Regions from separate parts of the Mus musculus genome. Here region 2 is linked to region 1. Evidence: chromatin contacts called from public HiChIP or PLAC-seq data. All regions are on one chromosome and are shown on one strand. Each heading gives the region's core, a stretch centred on a gene start, on an enhancer-like site or on the middle of the called end of the contact. The rest is flanking DNA. Distances are from core to core; before and after follow the strand shown. Region 1 has its middle 60 kb from the start of Gm40659. Region 2 has its middle 64 kb from the start of Gm35330.

The links. HiChIP or PLAC-seq counts read pairs in DNA pulled down with a chosen protein or histone mark.
Region 2: a CTCF HiChIP or PLAC-seq map of CD8 T cells shows a contact between it and region 1, with 6 read pairs. The contact joins two enhancer-like sites. A contact is called at or near these places in 1 of 15 datasets of contacts at CTCF or cohesin (CD8 T cells), 1 of 484 Hi-C or Micro-C datasets (group 2 innate lymphoid cells) and 1 of 115 datasets of contacts at active chromatin or transcription factors (CD8 T cells).

Annotation. Positions count from the first base shown.
Region 1 is chr13:5,316,915-5,319,876 of GRCm38.p6, reverse strand. No RefSeq gene overlaps it. Among named protein-coding and RNA genes, the nearest start is that of Gm40659, 60 kb to the right of the region's middle. Within about 2 kb of position 1,451, at least 9 of the 459 cell types and tissues checked have an H3K27ac peak or open chromatin away from gene starts, as enhancers often do. A contact at or near this core is called in CD8 T cells, where this site is marked.
Region 2 is chr13:5,659,601-5,662,562 of GRCm38.p6, reverse strand. No RefSeq gene overlaps it. Among named protein-coding and RNA genes, the nearest start is that of Gm35330, 64 kb to the left of the region's middle. Within about 2 kb of position 1,537, at least 3 of the 459 cell types and tissues checked have an H3K27ac peak or open chromatin away from gene starts, as enhancers often do. A contact at or near this core is called in CD8 T cells, where this site is marked.

The DNA.
Region 1 (2,962 bases), core at 202-2,701:
CCCATGACTCTTTTATAGTGGAATTCTAAGGGCCTTGTTTCTGTCATACTACATTAGCAGCATGGTCAATGGCAAGGGGATTATAGAATTCATTGTCCTTTCAGATCATCAGTATGTTACAGTTTTGCCTAGGGAGCAGCAGGGTGTTGTGCATGAGAGATTGCCAGTAATTTAAAATTTGGGCATGATCTTTTTGTATAGAAAGTAATAGACAAGTAAAGAAAAATTAATTTCAATGGACAGGTAAATGCAAGTCATTATTTATATGTAACATGTATTCTTTGAATGGCTACAAGATTCTATGGAAGAGTGCTAAATGCACAAATTTACTCTGGGTAGTTAAAATTGGGCTTGTCACACACATATATGCACATGCATGAGTGCACACACACACACACACACACACATACACACACACACACACACACACACACACACACACACACACTCACAAACATACACACCCTAACCATTCATTCTGACGCCTATGGGTTTTATCTGATGAGCACTATTGAGTAAGTGCTACCAATGTGAACTATAATGTACACAAAGAAATTCCTTAAAACTGAGCATACCACAGTTAGCTGCAAAAGTGTATTTAGTAATTAGATTAGGTGTGTGTTTTAACTAGCTTCCTGTTACTATAACAAATAACTACAATGATCAACTGTTTGGATCCCAGGTAGGGAGTTTCCAATGAATGTTTCATTTACCCATTGTGTTGGATATGTGGTCAGGTAACACACCCTAGACAGAAATGGGCAGTGGAACAAAGCCAAACACCTCAAAGCCTGAAGAAAAAGAAGTAATGAAAAGAAGTGAAGAACCCACTGTCTCTCCAAGGGAACAATTGCATGAAGAAAAATACAGTTCTCTAAGTGTCATAAATGTCAGCATTTTAAGGCATGATAGATAATGCTTGGGATCAAGCCTTTAACATATGGGTCTTTTAAGATGTTCTACATTGAAGATGTAGCAATATATGTATATGCAAACACATCTTTCTGTAGGTATATGATTTGTCTTGTACACTCTTATGAATGTGTCTGTGTGTGCATGGGAACTCACACAACGTCAAACCCAAACTTTCTTTTTGAGTATCTTAAAGGGAAAGTCATATACTGTAGTGACAAAGTAACTTGTTTCTCAGTACCACTTTTGTAACATCCTGCAGATGTGCCTACTTACATATTATGAGCTGAAGAGGACCATGTGGTCGATGACACATTTGAGAGCTCAGTACAGACAGCTTCCTGATTAGAATCATTGCCAAGTTTTTAACAACAAGAACTCCTTTTGTGGGTAGTGGGTCTGGTAATGCCTTTGTGGAATTCCTTCTAGGCTTTTCCTCTGTTTCTTCATGGAACTTCTGTTGTGGGCTGGGTGAAGCTCGCATGCACTGAACCTAGGAGAAGCTTTCAGGGGTTTCCTGTGAGGGAAGACTTTTATTTCTTGGTATATGTAGTCATATACACTGGGGCTACAGCAGCTCTGGGCAAAATCCCTCTACTGCTATACTCATAGACCAGAGAAACTTCCAAAAGACATTGTATTGAATTATCAAAGAAGAAAAATAAGCAGGTCTTCCCTTGACATAACTGTTGCTTGGTCTTTCTGTTACATTTTATGAGATTTGGTGTTTTTAAGAAAATGGAGAAATCTTTTGTAAGCAAGAGAGGGGTGTGTGAGTTGGAGTGCTTGCCAACATCACCTCCTAGTCTCCATTAAGTACTCCGAATGTTGGGGGCATTCCAAGGGGCCCATCTCCTTTATACAAACTTTGTTTATCATAGGGCTTCCTCTGTGAAAGAATTATGTTTTGTTCTCTGTGCTATTCGAATAAAAAGTGCTGGCTTCACCATTCAGCTGTTTCACACAATTTAATAAAAACAACATCAACAATTCAAACAAACAATAAAATGAAATGGGAAAATCTTTGAAGATCTGAGAATAAGAGTTTAACAAAAGTGTTAGGTCCTTTGAAAATTAGATTATTAGCCTTCAATAAAGTGTTATCATCTATGCAGAAAATAAATATGGCCACCCTAGTAAAATATAGTTTGGAGAGATGTTGTTACAGCAACCAGCACACAGTTTGTATTTCAGATTATTATATGTACAGTTGGAATTATTTTTGTTGGTTGTTATTAAAAACAAAAAGGAAAAGGCCTGGAGATTCTAGCTTAGTTCAGTCAGTAAGATGGTTTTGTAGCATGCATGAAGCCCTGGGTTCAGTTCCCAGGTTTTCAAACACCAGGCATGGTGACTGAAGCCTGTCATCTCCAAACTCAGAAAGTGGGGGCAGGAGGATTAGGGACACACTAGGAGTTTGAGAACATCATGGATACAACAAAGACTTTTCCAGAAAAGGTGGTAGGTTGGCAGAGAATGACAAGGCATGACAAGACATGAAAAGTTTAACTAAACCAAAATACATTATCAAAGTGATATTTTGAGAATATAATAATTACTAATCATTTGAGCTTCAAAGAACCAAGGCTTGATTGGTCAGGACTCCCTGTTTAGAAGTTTTTATTTGAGTAGACAAGGAAATCTTTTCTTTATTTTATTGAAAATGATCAATCACAAAATTCAAAACTTAAAAAATTGTAAGTTAAGTTTAAGGGCTTATTACGTATTACCATCCTTTATTCCTTCATTTTCTTGGTCAGGGCTCGGGGACAGAGAGCTGGGACTTCATGTGTGCTAAGCAAGGGTTGCAGCATTGGACCTTGTCTTTAGTGCAATTTACAGATATTGTCTAGTAATTAAACTGTGGAAAACCTAGCATTACTTATTAGAGTGAGAATTCTTTGTATTTTTGAAGGATTTAATTTTTTTGTATATTAATGTGCATAAGTATGAACTTATGTTTGCATAACTTATGTTTGTGTGTGTGTGTGTGTGTGTGTGTGTGTGTGTGTGTGTTTGAGAAATTCAGAAAAAGGGTGCCAGACTCCTC
Region 2 (2,962 bases), core at 288-2,787, 340 kb before region 1:
CAGACCCAAAGAAACTAAACAAGAAGGAAGGCCCAAGTAAGGAGGCTTGAATCTCACTTAGAGGGATGAATAAAGTAGCTGTAGGAAGCAGATAGAGGGAGTGAACTGGGTGAGAGAAGGGGTGAGGGCTTGGGGGAGTGTTCAGGATCAGGTGTGGAAGGAGATAGAGGAGATGGCCAGATAATCAGATGATCATGAGAATGAGTAGAAGAATCTGATGCTTGTGGGGGTTGGAGGTAGGGAGGGTCTTGAGCATATGCCAAGGACTTGGGATAGGGGAGGCTTCCAAGAATCAATGGGGGTGACCTTAGCTGAAACTTGCAGCAGTGGGGATATAGAGGCCACCACCTGTAGCCAGCAGGAACCCCAGTGGAGCGATAGGGACACCAACATACCAATAGAACTTTTAATTCAAAATGTATCTTGGTTACAAGAAACACAGAGATGGTGGATTGAACAGAGACTGTGGGAATGGCCAAGCAATAGCTGGTATCCTGAGACCTATTCCATGGGCAACCACCAATCCCTGATACTATTAATGATATTTTGTTATGCTTGTAGATAGTAGCCTAGCATGGTTGTTCTCTGAGAGGCTCCACTCAACAGGTGACTCAGGCAGAGACACACAGCCAAACATTGGAGAGATCTTGGGGACTCTTATGAAAGAGTTGGGGGGGAGGATTGAGGGTCCCAGAGGGAACAGCAACTCTACAGGAAGATCAAAACAGTCAATTAATCTGGTCCTTTGGGGGCTTTCAGAGACTGACCCACCAAAGAGCATACAGAGGATGGAGCCAGGTCCTCTGCACACATGTGGCAGATTTGCAGTTTTATGTGGTTCTCGGACAATGCGAGTGGGGAATATCCCTAAAGTTGCTGCCTATCTGTGGAACCCGTTCTCCTAACAGGGCTGCTTTGTCTGGCCTCAGTGGAAGAAGAAGTGCCTAGCCCCACATAGACTATTTGTGCCAGGGTTGGGGATACCTGGGGTGGGGGGGGGGTGGTCATACTTTCTCAGAGGTGAAGGGGCAGGGAGATGGAGGGAGGGAATGTTGGAGGGAGGATTGGTAGGAAGGACAGGGATCAGGATGTAAACTGAATAAACATCAAATAAAAAAGAAATACAAATGATTTTTTGTTAAAAAATTATCTTTCCATTTGCAATTTACTTCCTGACTAGTTTGTCTAAGGTGCTTGTAGTTGTTTGTGGTTTTTATAAGTCAGACCTCTAGGGGAGAAAAATATTTTCTATCTAGTGTGATATTTCTCCAAATAACTAATTAAAGATCGTAAAATAAAGACTCAGAGAAGCTGGGGTGAGGATGTAGCTCGGTGAAATAGGAGGATTCCAGAGATTTTCCTAGTCAACCAACAAGGCTGATTAGTGACCTTTAAGTTCAGAGATAGACTGTCTCAGAAAGTAAAGTAGGAAGAGGCTGAAGAGGACGCCAACATTGTACTCTGGCCTAAACATGCATACACATACATGCCTAAGCACCCACACACACACATACACCATCACTATCACCACCATCATCACCATCAACAAGGGTGATCTGTGGTAGAAATGAAACTATGTAAGAGATGGGATGTCGGTGGTAAGTTTGTGGAAATAAGGATATGTCATAAAAAAAAAAAAACCTACCATGGCATTTTCCAAGAAATAAGAAACCAAAGGAACCAAAATAGTTACAGTGTGAAGATAACACAGAAGCTGAACTTTTGATTTATCATGTGGTGGTCTCACATGTCTCGAGGAACTCATCTTTACACCCCTCCCCCATATCCTTTCTTGATCCTTTATGCATCCTCACAGCATCATTGGCCACCCTGGTATTGGTTGTTTGAGGAGAAAAACTGATAATATCAGAAAGCAGGAATGATGCAAGTAAATGCCCTTGAATTAGGTGGGTTTCATTTGTCAAGTTCAAACTGGTTAGTTCAGGTGTCCCACTGAGAAGTACATTGAGTCTTCTACAGAGAGAGGATTGTTCAGAGCTGTGTGGGGAAAAAAACAAAAACAAAAAACAAAAAAACCCTGTGTCCTGAGCCAGGACTCCTAATTGCCACAGCAGAGTGTTTCTCTCAGATAGGTTATAGGTCAGAAGACCATGGTCTATGGTTGTCTGTCTCTCTAGTTCCTGTCAGATTTTGTTTCTATAAGGGACGTCTTACTTTCTGTGTTGTAGAGTTACAAGGGGTAAACTTTGTAAGGGCAAGATAATCTAACCATGGCCCCTGGGCATAAACCTGATCACATTTTCTTTCCCAAACCAGCAAAGTGGAACTTTAATAGAGAGTAATAATTATTCAGAGATAATTTTTACTTAAAGCTAATTAAAAAGGTTTGATTCTCCCCCCCCCCCCCCAGTTTCATATCCTGTTTGTCATGGCTTTGGCCCTTCTTTCAAGCTTCACATCTTTTCTTAGAGGAAAACCATAAAGAGCTCCTGATGTGGCCCTTCATATACTCTTTCATCTTATCTTCTTTGTGCTGTTTTAAGGGAAGAATAGCTTATAATTTATCAAAAGAAGGCAGGTCAGTTCTCCTGCAGGGCTGCTATACTGCTGGGAACCTGTGTCCCATCCCTTCCTCCCCACTTTCACCCTGTCATCTTAAAGCAAGAAGCCCACCATACTGGGTACAACTGGTATGTAGAACTGCCGCAGAGTCATATCTTGAGGGCTTGGAATGGAATTTCTTTTCAATAAGGAATCACAATGGGGGATACTTTTACTCCTTGCTTCCTGCAGCTTGATTTGAATTTGCTTGACTAAACTCTGCAGTGGATTCTTGCTGTTCATCTGCCTGGTCCATGAATTGGATCTTGGAGAGGAACTATTATTCACTTCCTGGCTCCTCTCAGGGCCATGATTCTGCCTCTCATTCCTTTGCTCCATTGGGGATCCATTTTCCCTTTCCCAGACAGTTCCTTCTCACTCTCATGGCATGAATTCTTCT